Linked DNA regions of Macaca mulatta: region 2 is linked to region 1. A link is a contact called in public Hi-C data. All regions are on one chromosome and are shown on one strand. Each heading gives the region's core, a stretch centred on a gene start, on an enhancer-like site or on the middle of the called end of the contact. The rest is flanking DNA. Distances are from core to core; before and after follow the strand shown. Region 1 holds the start of ZNF227 (zinc finger protein 227). Region 2 holds the start of ZNF235 (zinc finger protein 235).

Region 1 (6,670 bases), core at 3,199-5,698:
ATAAGGACAACCACTGTGTAGTATTGTAGGCAATCTGAATAAAAATATTATTTAAAAATTCCGCCGTATGTGTACAGTCAAGCAGTTTTAAACTTTTTATACAGTTTTACTTTTGACTACTCTGTACATAAGTTCTCAAGATTAATGATTTTTCAATAAGAGGACTCATCATTTACTGCAAATTCTTTTATACATTTATTCTAAATTTACTTGAGAATCCAGTCTTAGTTAACTAACTTTATCCGAAGTGATAATAAAATTTCTCTTACCTCATCTGCTAGCCGATTTACAGTTTAAAGAGAGGCACCATGGTTAAACTCTTACAGTGTTAGGGACAGCGGGTTGTTATTTTCTCAGATATTTATATTCAAAAGGGACAAATCTCAGAACTTTCACAAATACTTCTATGTTGTACACCTGGCTAGAGGCTCACATAGCCTCTAACGAAATTTACATGCATATCAAAAGGTTAGAGAAAGGATTCAGAAGCACTAGGTTTCTTATGGAAATGCTCTAAGAAGAAAAGGGAAGACGAACCCTAAAACGTTCAGTTACTAAGAGAACGTCCATATGAACCCAAGAATTTGAAGCCTCAAGTCTGTGTTCATATTCTCCACGCTGTACATTTTTCTTAGAACCATGCAAAATAATCTTGTATATGGTTTGTGGAAGTCTTTTTCTATCAGGTTTGGATCTGGGGCTTTAGAGTCTATGTTCTCCTTATAGAAATAATGCATGACCATTATAGAGAGATTAGAAAATACGGAAGTGTATAAAAGGAAATGAAAGTTACCCATATTCACTGCTGTATATTTAAACAATTAGCTGGGTGTGGTGTCGCATACCTATAGTCCCAGCTACTTGGGATGCTGAGGTGGGAGGATCGCTTGAGCTCAGGAGTTTGAAGCTGCAGTGAGCTACTATCACGGCACTGCACTCCAGCTTGGATGACAGCGAGACCCCATCCCTTTAACCCATAATCTCAGGATTTAGAGATAACCACTGCTAACATTTTAAATGCATTTATTCATTGGTGCCATACCACCCACATGGTATTTCTGTAATTTTTCTTATAGAAATTCCCAAACATACACATAGATAAAATAGTGTTAATGACCCCAACCCCGCCATCATTTGTCTTTAACTCTTGTAAACATTTTGCCTATCTTATTGCATCTATTACTCTTCTCCCACATATGTTTTTGGTGGGTAGAGGAGGAATTTGACTATTTAAAATCAAAACCAAATCCTAGTCAGTAGAAATTAAAAGTAACTAACATAAAGTAATTATGAATGAAGAGCAAAGGAAGCAAATAACTTCAGAGTTTTCTTTCCTGGAAACTAGGAAGAAGGTAGTTATGTGAAAAACCTAAGGGAGAGGGAAACATTGAGATTTGGAAAGGAATAGTTATGAATTTGGCTTCCTTATTTGGAATGTTTTACTTAAGGTCTTTTAGATTTGATCTGTTTCTCCCTTAGGCTGCATGTTACTTTGTTGCAGGGACTATGTCCCATTCTTTACCATGTGCTTGCACCCAGCACAAGACTGGCAAGGAGGGGTTTAGTGTTTATGGTTTGTGGAGCTGCCCAGTATCTTGAAACAGAAACCTGCAGATCATTTAGGTTGTATTTAGAATTCCCAAAATGGAGGCCGGGCGCGGTGGCTCAAGCCTGTAATCCCAGCACTTTGGGAGGCCGAGGCGGGTGGATCACGAGGTCAGGAGATCGAGACTATCCTGGCTAACATGGTGAAACCCCGTCTCTACTAAAAATACAAAAAACTAGCCGGGCGTGGTGGCGGGCGCCTGTAGTCCCAGCTACTTGAGAGGCTGAGGCGGGAGAATGGCGTGAACCCGGGAGGCGGAGTTTGCAGTGAGCCGAGATCACGCCACTGCACTCCAGCCTGGGAGACACAGCGAGACTCCGTCTCAAAAAAAAAAAAAAGAATTCCCAAAATGGATTTAGGAAAAAATAAAAGGAGATAATGTCAATATTAGTGATCCTTTATCTCACTTTTGGTGGGATGCACTTGCATATTCTTCTAGTTTTTTCACAGTAATCAAAAGTTGATATGTGGTTATTGATAATATTTTAATGATCAAAGCAAATTTTTGTAGAAACCTTCCATCCATAATTTATGTGTCCTGTGTTTATCACCTGAGGTTAACATTTGCTAACTTTTTATAGGGTAGTCATGAATCAGGCAGAATTTCCAATGTTTTAGGTGTATTTATTCATTTGTACCTGATATCAACCCTATTATAGTCTCCATTTTACAAATGAAGAAAAAAGGGACAGAAGAAATGGAAGCACTAGTATTTTAATCTAGGAAGCTTCATACTAAGTCTGTAATCTTGGCTACTACACACTACTTTTATTAGTTTCCAAGGCAAGAACTCACAGTAAATCTTCCTAGAGCAGGGAATATTTAAGCTATGGATGAAGACTGTCACCCAGGAGGGAAAAGAGTAGCAGATTATGACAGAGGGGACAGCAAATACAAAGAATTTGAGGCTTTTTGTAGGAGTACAAATAATCCACTATGACTGGACATGTAGAGTGGAAAGTGGATTTGAAGAGAGAAACAGCATCTGGAAAATTCCTGTTTGTGTGACTTGTTAAAGCATTTGAACCTTCTCTTAAGGGCACTGGATAGACATGCAGGTGAAAATAATCAAATTTCCATTTTAGGAGATATACTTAACCTCTCTCTGCCTCTGGACCCCAAAGAGTAAACTAGAGGACATTACATTATTTGTCTTAAAAAAGTTGTGAAAATGGGCTAAGTGCAGTGGCTCATGCCTGTAATCCTAGCACTTTGGTAGGCTGATGTGGGTGGATCACCTGAGGTCAGGAATTCGAGACTAGTCTGGCCAAGATGGCAAAACCCCGTCTCTACTAAAAATACAAAAATTAGCTGGGCGCGGTGGTGGTGCTGGGGGGTGCCTATAACCCCAGCCACTCGCGAGGCTGAGGCAGAAGAATCGCTTGAACCCTGAGTGAGGCGGAGATTGCAGTGAGCCGAGATTGTGCCACTTCACTCCAGCCTGGGCAAAAGAGCGAAACTCCATCTAACAACAACAACAACACGAAAAAAGAAAAGAAAAAAGAAAAAAGTTGTGAAAATATAGCGAGGGTCCCAGAGTCTGAATAGTTTGGACTAGTTCCTGGCACATACTTGGTTCTTTATAAGAGATAGTTATATATAACAGAATAAAGAATATATATTTAGTAAATGAGAACTGCAAACGTACTGTAGTGGATATGTGGATATTTTTAGATATTGCTCTCTTCTTTCAACCCTCAATTCTTGGAAACATCAATTCCATCATACATTTAATAAGCAAATAAAGATCATGGTTTAAACACTGAAGTAATAAACTTGTTCATCTTTCAGAGTCAGAAACTCCTTGAGGAATGAATACAGTGGCCTCAGTTGCTTTGAGGAGTTGATCATACAATATGCCAAAGCTTGTGTTTTCTATGTCTAGCTATCTTCAGCAAGCAAGCTATTCTGAATTATATGACTGTGCTATTAACAAAAGTGGAAATCCACAATATATTCTGCCTTCCTTGCATTTTTTGGTTGTTCTTTCATTCTTTTTGTAACTAAAGAGTAGTTTTCCTATTAGTTGATCCTGTTAAATGTGAAAAAGGGTTTCCCCTGCCTTTTTTGGGGACGTGGTGGGTATAATTCTATTAGTACAGGATCACATGATCTGCTTCTTATAAACGTTTGTTTTATTTTTTGTTTTTCTGAGACAGAGTCTCACTCTGTCACCCAGGCTGGAGTGCAGTGGCACGATCTTGGCTCACTGCAACCTCCACCTCCCGGGTTCAAGTGTTTCTTCTGCCTCAGCCTCTCAAGTAGCTGGGACTACAGGCGCGCGCCACCACACCCGGCTAATTTTTATATTTTTAGTAGAGACAGGGTTTCATCATATTGGCCCAGGCTGGTCTCGAACTCGTGACCAAGTGATCTGCCCCCTCCAGCCCCCCAGCCTCCCAAAGTGCTGGGCTTACAGGCGTGAGCCACCGCGCCCGGCCTATAATCTTTTTTTTATTTTAGGGCTCCAATTCTTCACACATTTGCTGTTACTTTTTGTTAATAAGAAAAACCTAAATTCCACTGAAATCAGAGAACTGCTTCGGCCTGGCTAAACAGCAAGAAGCCATAAAGGGGATTCTGGATGTTGTAGTCCGGGAGCTCCGAGAATTTGGAGGTTCTTTTGTCACACTCTCGGTAACCCTCTCTCACTCGCTCTTTCTCTTCCTTTTTTGTTTGTTTGTTTGTTTGTTTTTTAAGCGCGAAGAGGGCGACAGCTGGATGATTCTTGCTCCTGGGAATTCTGGGAAACGTATTCCAGAACTCTGTCCGGAAACAATTGGGCCTCAGGAGCGCGGGCCTTCTGGGAAGGGTAGTTCAAGAGCTCTGGGCAGGGAGAGCCACTTCCGCCCCAGAAAGCGAGGCTGCCACCATCTTTTGGGTCTGGGAGGTGAGTCAACCCGTCACCCACCACGACCCCTCTTGAACCTTTTCAGCCTCCGCTTGGGAATAGGCGCACCCCAGCCATCAGTCTTAGGATGGAGAGGTCGCGGCCGCGGCGGAGGCCGAGAGGCCGAGGGTGGAAGTTTGCTCTCCTCCTGGACTTGGCGAGCAGCGCCGCTACTTCTGTGGGTATAATAAACAGCGAGTTAACTATGATCCGCGCTCCTATTTCCTCATCTTTAAAATAGCAGTAAAGATAGTAGTTACTGGGTAGGGTTGTAATTAGAATTAAACAAGATAATACGCGTGAAACCTTAGAACAGTGGTGGCACCAGATACTGGGTTGGCTTGTGCTGGTTATACAGTGATTACCTCACAAGCGCCCTTGTTACTGGAAGCTCCAGTGAAGAGAGAAGAAAGGTCAGGGCTTTATGTCTTGACGTATCCTTCAGGAGACCGAGCTCTTTCCGAACTTTTACTGATTTTTTTTTTTTTTTTTTTTTTAAGGAAGGATTGAGTCCTCGAGCTCCAATGCGTGGGGATATTTACTGCCATTTATCCGGGATGGAGACTCCATCGTGCTGACAGCGTCCTTTTATTCACCGGCTCCTAATTCGCAAAGAGGAGGAAGGAGGGACTTCTTGGCTTCTCCCAGCATAGCCCCAGGTACCTGCTCTTGAACGCACTTTGTTGCTCCGTTTTCTGCCCTTTCAGTTAGTCAAGTTTCCTTCACTCAGTAAGTTACTACTGAAAAATGATGAAATATTTGTTGAATAAATGTGAGAGTGGGTAGGAAAGCTATTTGGAAATGAGTATTACCAATAACATCTTACCACTTTGATTTTAAGCCTTTCGTCTGTGGACCATAGCTATTGATGAAGTAGGTCTAGTTATTATGTTATGAGGCAATTAGGCAGAGCTTATGTTATTAAATACTTTCCCGAAGTTATTCAACTGATAGTAAGAGGTGGATTTGGGATTGAACCCAAGCATTCCTTTTCAGAGTGTGTGATCTTTTTTGTTTGTTTTTGTTTCTTCGGTTTTTGTTGTTTATTTTCTATTCCTTTTTCAGTGTCTGTGATCTTAATGATATAGTCATCTTCAGTTATCTTAAATAGTAATCCATATGGCTACAGGTGAGTCGTTGGAAATCAGCCTTGGGAATGTAGGTATAGATTTTACTGTGGAAGACCTCAAAAACTGCACTGATGAATTTTGAATTTTTTAGAAAAATCTTACAACATCTCACTTAATTTCATTCCATGTCAAAATATGTCATATTCTGGTTATAGAAGTAATGAATGCTTATTATAGGATGCACTATCCAATCCAGTAGCTGTAAGCCATGTGTGCCCTAGGAGCACTTGAAATGTGTCTAGTTCAAATTGAGATGTGCTATAAGTGTTAAATACACACTGGATTTCAAAAACTTTGTGCAAAAAGTGTAAGATGCCTTACTGACAATTTTTTGTATTATTTGTCAAAATGGTAATATTTTGGATTCAATGGCTTAAATAAAATATATTGTTAAAATTAACTTTGCCTATTTTTGTTTGTTTTTGTTTTGCCTTTTTTATATGTCACTGCTAGAAAATTTAAAATTACGTATGTGTCTCAGTATATTTCTATTGGACAGTGATTCAGAAAACATAAGAATAAAGAAAAAATTACTTATAATAAAACTGCTGACACTTTATAGTGTTTCTCTTTAGTATTTGCTATGGATGTTTCTCAAAATAGGTTTGGTATTCTGTGTAGTTTTTTTCTTAATATATTATGAAAATTTTCTTTTTTTCTTTCTTTCTTTCTTTCTTTTTTTGTGATACGGAGATTCACTCTTGTTGCCCAGGCTGGAGTGCAATGGCACAATCTCAACTCACTGCAACCTCCACCTCCCAGGTTCAAGTGATTATCCTGCATCAGCCTCTTGAGTAACTTAGGGATAGCAGGTGTGTGCCACCATCCCCAACTAATTCTTGTATTTTTGGTAGAGACAGGGTTTCACCATGTTACTCAGGCTAATCTCAACCTCCTGACCTCAGGTGATCCGTCCACTTCGGCCTCCCAAAGTGCTGGGATTATAGGCATGAGCCACTGCGCCCAGCTGAAAAATTTCAAGCATATTCAACTGTCAAATGAGTGGTGCAGTGAATCTTGTGTAACCAACACAACATTTGCTGC
Region 2 (6,583 bases), core at 2,642-5,141, 91 kb after region 1:
AGGTTGCAGTGAGTCAAGTTCATGTCACTGCACTCCAGCCTGAATGAGAGAGCAAGATTCTGTCTCCAAAAAAAAAAAAAGATAAGTTCCAAGAAGTGGTAATTACATTGTAAAAAAAATATATATACCTTTGTTTTGCTGGTCTTTGTTTTGCTGGTATAATGTTAATTTTCTCAACTAACTCTTCCTGTAAGAGATTGTAAGTACTCCCGATTCTCTGTACTCTGGCCAAAACTGGACTTTATATTATTTTTTTAAAATCTTGAACAATTTGGTGAGTGATATAAACAGCTATTTAATTTTTTTAAAGATGATCTGATATTATTTTTCTTCACATATTGCCTTTGCTTAATCCTATTGGGATTTTTCATGTATCAATAACATTACTATTAAGGATATTAAGTCATTTTCTAGAATATATAAATTCCTACCCTTGCACCTGTTTCCTATTTGTCTCATAAAGTCTGTATATGGCATTTTTCTGTATGGAAATTAACATTTTTTATCTGAAGACACTGCTCATCCCTACATTTGTTTTGGCTGGAGTTCTGATCATCCATGTACTAAACAACTTGATGACATACCTGGCAAAGAGTCATGCACTGAGAAAGGGAATCTGGTGAAGAGCAATGTTATTTTTGGAGCTCTTCATCCACCAGGACATGCCAGGGACACATACACGTGTAGCGTAGCCTCAGGTCCCTGAATAGTCTCTTCTGTTTTTTCCTTTTTTGAGACAGTCTCACTCTGTCGCCCAGGCTGGAGTGTAGTGGTGTGATCTCGGCTCACTGCAACCTCCGCCTCCCAGGTTCAAGCAATTTTCCTGCCTCATCTACACGAGTAGCTGGGATTACAGGCACGTGCCACCACACCCAGCTAATTTTTGTATTTTAAGTAGAGACAGGGTCTCACCACGTTGACCACGCTGATCTCAAACTCCTGACCTCAAGTGATCCACCCACATCAGCCCCAAAGTGCTGGGATTACAGGTGAGCCACTGTGTCTGGCCTTCACCCAAATGAAATACCTGAAACTTCTGGCTTAGGCACGGAAAGCTTTAACTTCAGCTGGGCATTGAGTGGACTTCACTAAGTCTAAAGGTTCACACCTGTCTATGTTTAAAATACAGGTAAGGCCATCTACATCCTCACAAAGCTGTTCCATGGAGCAAATTTCCTGGCGAATCTCCAAGTGCTATAAAACTTTTAAACTAAGTATGTACATCTTTAAAATATAATAACATGTTAATGAATAAAACAGATACTTAACTATAATACAAGGTTTTACTTAAAGAAAGAAATCTAGCTCTTGTTTGAAACTAAAATTACTTTCTCTGAGTTTGGCATCAGTCAGATGCTACTGCACCAAGCTATACTTTATTCTTTCCATAAAATGAGGTGTCGTGTACGAGAAAATGAGTCTAAAACTTTAAAGATTTAAAAAAATGGTAGAATTCTCAAAATTCCTATTTGGGAAGAGAAGTTATATGGGGAAAAACTGCTATTGTCAATGTCCTTAAAATGGCAAAATTCATAGATTACATAAACATGGAGAATGAGGAAAAATAAAATCAGATAAAAGATGGAAAATGACATGATAAAACGTAGGTGATATAAAATTAAATTTAAAAAACTCAAAATTGTACGTAAAGTACGATTATATATATTTGTGAGTGCAAATGAAAAGGAAGGTGGGAAATTATTGGTAAACATATTTGTAATGTGAGAGTTGTTTTCCACTTAAAAAATGTATCTGTTAGGCCAAGGCAGGAGGATCGCTTGAGCCCAGCAGTTCAAGACCAGCCTGGGCAACACAGGAATATCCCCTCTCTATTAAAAATAATTAGCCGGTTGTGGCGGTACGTGCCTGTGGTCCCAGCTACTCAAGAGGCTAAGGTGGGAGGATCTATTGAGCCCAGGAGGCCCAGAATGCAGTAAGCCACTGCACTCCAGCCTGGGAAACAAGGTGAGACTCTGTCTCTAAATATATATATTTAGAAATTTATATTTACATATATAAATATATTACACAGAAATAGATTTTAAAATATTTAAGATATATATATATATCTGTTAATGTTTATACTATTATTTGGAAATAAAAGGCAAGAGCCCGGCATATAACAATCTTTCAAGCACCTTTCGTTCCCTTTACTCTTCCAAATGGGAAAAATGTGTCCAATCTTTGTGCAATGAGATGTCATTTTAAGAAACCAGAAAGGCAAAATAAACTTACCTGGAACTTGGTCATTTTCCCCCTCTTCCTTCCGGGAAAAGGCGGAGTTCCGGGGGAGTGAACCTGGGGGAGGCAAAGGCATCATGAGATAGGTTAGGGATGCCACTAGTCAACATGGCACTTTATGTGGCACTTTAGAGAAAGGTCTCCCTTTCTCTAGGCAGGCACAGTTACACACAGCTTAGTGAGAACGGGAGCTGGATCCCAGCTACCACTGGGCCCCCTCACCCAGCTGCTTTTGTTCATGAACATTTCATATTAACAGACCTAAATCAAATGCAGCTCCCTGCGTACTCCTTCTGAACCTTAGTCTCCAAGGAAATGAGACAAAGACAGGCAGGGTAATGTAACAGAGCCAAAATGCCTGGCTTCAAATTTTGGCATTTCTACTTATTTTCTACTGATCAGTATAAACAGTATAAGCAGTATAAACCTTAAGCGAATTATTAATCTCTCTGTGCCTTAATTCAGTCACCTGTAAATGGGGAAAATAATGCCTGTATTCTCTATTTCCTGCAGCTTCTGACAAGCAAGTGCTATTATGCTTCATAAAACTGCCCTTTTGAGTATGCTTTCTAGAAAATGAATCTTTCAAGAAACCCAGAACTCAAAGATAATTGCTCTGTCCTGTGAGTTACCATGACCCTCAGAAAAGTCTGTAACTGTGATTGGTTGTCTAACATAATTAGGTCCGTTGGTAATGACAGTTAAACTGCTACGGATTTTTTTTTCCTCCAATAGATGTAATTACTTGCAAATGTTACTCAGCTGGAGGAGCCTCAAGAAAGTCTCTTTTTCCATATGCATGAAAGCAATGACTACTAAAAACCTAAAACTCTCTAAGAAATGCTGTTACACTTAAGTTAACCACACGGGATTACTGGTTACAACCACATAATACTGAACATTTATTAGCGCCTCAGGACACCTCTGGCACTCTGCAAATCTGTAATGACGATCGCTTCTCTGAGATAAAACACAGAGGACATTCCCCAGGCTCCGGCTGGAACTAATCTCCTGTCAAGAGGCTAGAAAAGTACAAGAATCCAGGAACGGCCCCACATCAGGCAAGGATTAGAGAAGGGACAGCGGCTCCGTAGCTGGATCTCCGACCCCATCCCAGGTTCAGAGGAGTTTCCAAACAACAGGCGTCTTTTTGAGTATAACAGAATTAACGGCGGCATCCAACATTTTCCTATGCACTGGTTTTAAGCTTATTTCTATAAAATCTCATTTAATTCTCACAAGAACATCACTGGGAACGCACTAACCCTTTACAGGCACGAGGAAACTGAGACAAGGAGAGATTAAGTAACTTGCCCAATATTTTGCCGCGAGGAGCAGGCAGGACTGGCTCGTAAGTGCGTGAGGCTGGCTAGGGCAGCAGAGAGGGCGGGAGACCCTCAACCTCGAAGCACGACGCGAGCCCGCCCCCAACGCAAGAGGTTCCGCCAAGGGGACGCAAACTCCCGCAGTCTCCCAACCCTGCCCTCGAGCGCTGGCCACAGCTTCTCTTCCCCAAGCCAAGGACCGGTTCATCGCTGGCCCCACGCCCAGGCCAAGAGGGCTCGGAGAAGTCTTGGAGACCCGGAGCTGACTCACCTCCCTGGGAGCTATCTCAGGTCCGACCTCGCCTTCCTGGAGCGGAAGTGCCTGCGAGTGCCCACGGTTCGTGGACTCCACTTCCCAGAATTCCTAAGCGGAAGCGTCTCAGAGTTCTCTCACTCCTGGACTACAGTTCCCAGAATGCTCCAAGGGTCGTGCTTCCCACCAGCTGGGTTTTGTTTTGACTCAAGCCGGTTGGGTTTGAGACACTTCTCTGGCGCTACTACTGTCAGATTCCTTTTAGTTTTATTCATTTTAAAAATTCATGAGAAAATAATTGTAAAATTTTTAAAGTGATGGCATATAAAAGTGAAAAGTTCAGCTTGTATTATGAAAATAAGCTAGAAACCAAAATTTTTAGCAGAAACAAAGGGTAGGCTAAAAATGGGAAGCGTAAAAGTGACTTAGGCTGAGCTCCGATGGACGCCGAACGTTAAGGAATACCAGATCTCAAACTTGTGTCAAATGCCGGCTCCCCGAATATCATCAGCTCAACCTGTTGATAAGACAAACAACGGAATTTGTTGCTGATTGCAGCAATGGAGGACAACACTTCGACGGAGCGTTGGCACCTTCACAGAGCAAAGTGTCAAGGCAAGGTTGGAACTGATTGAGAACTGGATGTTTAAGGCGGGTCTTTCATTGCAAGGGATTTTATTAGTATTGCATAATGATCATGATACTACAGTCCGGGATTGGTGGATATAGCAAGGATTTTTGAAACAAAAAATCTTAAGGTGCAATCTATTGGTACTTTCTTTGGAAGAGATTGAAAATTTGATGGGTCTCTGCGGAAGCATAATGAACAATTAAACAGTTTGCTTGGGCAGGAATCTCCTCGAATAAAGGCCTGCTGATGAAGACAGCTGAACAATCATGTTAGTGCCGAAAGTAAATTGTGATGAAACGGGAAAAGTTCGCTTGTCCCCCTCCCAGGGCATGTAATGGGGGTGTGGCTCGTTTCTTCGTGCCCAGCTGCTCAAACCTCTAGGGGGAGCCTGCACACGGCAGGTTGCAGAGCTCCAACCCAACGACAGTGTCTAGGGGTGAATGTTTACAGCTCCTGAAGCCCCAGTGGGCGTATTTCACAGGGTACTTTTTTAGTTTAGCCATCCATAGGAGGCTTGTGTTAGCTCAATTAGACCCCTGCCTTATCGCAAGCACAAGAGGCGTCTTGTATCCCAGAGTTTCTTGCCTTGGTGTACCAGAAGAATCGTATCACACATGGGCTTGGAGAAAGACTGCAAGGTTTTACTTGCACATAAGTTTACTTATGAATGATCTATGGGGAAAGCTCTTCCCAAATACCTGAGGCTTTTCACCTTTCATGGGGATCGGGCTAATGCATAGCTGTTCATTTGGAAGAGGGTATTACAATTCATGAACTCCAGGGCTTAATCTCCACATTTGCCTAAGTTTGGAAGATCCTGAGATTTTTATTTTCCTTTACATACCCAATCTGCTTTAAAAATTTCCTGATTACCTAAAAGTATCTTATGACTGGTTTGTCAAATCAATATCCAGTCTATTCATTTTATTTATCTACTTAGGTGTATTTATTATTGAACACTACTGCATCATCCCCTTTTTCAGACCCTGGCCTGTTGAAGGAATTAGGTCAGTTGTTATGATGTTACACATTCTGGATTTCTCCAACTTTTTTGGCCTCTGTCCCTAGTTCCTGGGAGATGGCATTTAAACTCTTAAAATATCCTGAATTATAGAAGCTGTTTGTTATTCACGGTGGGCCACTCACACTCTATCTGACAGATTGTCTCTGACAGAAACACATCATGGGCCTCTAGATAAGTTATGCTAGTGAGATTACTTCAGATAGGTGCTGGTTACACCAGACAGATCGATCATGTGATTTGAAGTTTAGGACTCTGAGCCAAATAACATCAGCCTGTGTAGAGGATGGGGGCTAGAGATTGAGTTACACGTCAGTTCTTCAATCAATCACACCTATGTAATAAAGCCCTAATAAAATCTATGAATACAAGCTTGGATAGACTTCTTTGGTTGGCAAGTATTCTCATACAGCTGTGTGCTGGGAGGGTAATGTGTCCTGATTTCAAGAGAAAGAACCATGGAATTTTCTATCTGGAACCCTCCCAGACCTTGCCCTATGCATTTTCTACCTTTGGTTGGTTTTGATTTGTATCCTTTTGTTATAATAAAGCTGTAATTAATAAATATAATTTTCCTGGGTTCTGTGAGTTGTTTCAGTAAATTATTAAACCTGAGAGGCTAGTGATCAGAAGTGGTCAGCTGGTCAGAAGTGAGGGTGGCATGGAAACCCTTGAACTTGCAGTTTGGAATGAAAAAAGTCTTATGAGGACTGTGCACTTAATCTGTGAAGTTTGACCTAACACTGGGTAATTAGTTCCAGAAGTAATTACACCACTTAATAATATGGGCTAATACCTTTATGAACCTCAGGGCAGAAAGTATTTTGTTTAGAGACAGGGTCTCATTCTGTTGCCTACATTGGAGTGCACTGGTGAAATCATCATAGCTCACTGTAACTTTAAACTCCTGGGCTCAAGTAATCCTCCTGCTTCAGCCTCTTGAGTAGCTAGGACTAGAGGCATGTACCACCATGCCTGGATAATTTTTTAACGTAATTTTTTTGTAGAAATGGAGTCTTCCTATGTGGCAGAGGCTGGTCTCTAACTCTTAGCCTCAAGCAATCCTAATCCTCCCACCTCAGCCTTCCAAAGTGCAGAGGATTACAGGCATG

Evidence for each region. Hi-C and Micro-C count contacts between places; a contact is called where the count stands out from the background.
Region 2: a Hi-C map of cortical neurons shows a contact between it and region 1, with 2.8 times the contacts expected there. The contact joins the promoter of ZNF235 here to the promoter of ZNF227 in region 1. A contact is called at or near these places in 2 of 14 Hi-C or Micro-C datasets (cortical neurons and fetal cortical plate).

The regions. Positions count from the first base shown.
Region 1 is chr19:56,596,426-56,603,095 of T2T-MMU8v2.0, forward strand. It overlaps ZNF227 (zinc finger protein 227), which reads left to right and starts at 4,449. Exons shown (of 9, transcript XR_013410792.1): 1 at 4,449-4,674; 2 at 4,997-5,155.
Region 2 is chr19:56,687,691-56,694,273 of T2T-MMU8v2.0, forward strand. ZNF235 (zinc finger protein 235) reads right to left here and starts at 3,892. Exons shown (of 5, transcript XM_077983222.1): 1 at 3,556-3,892; 2 at 2,236-2,298. The coding sequence starts at 3,774.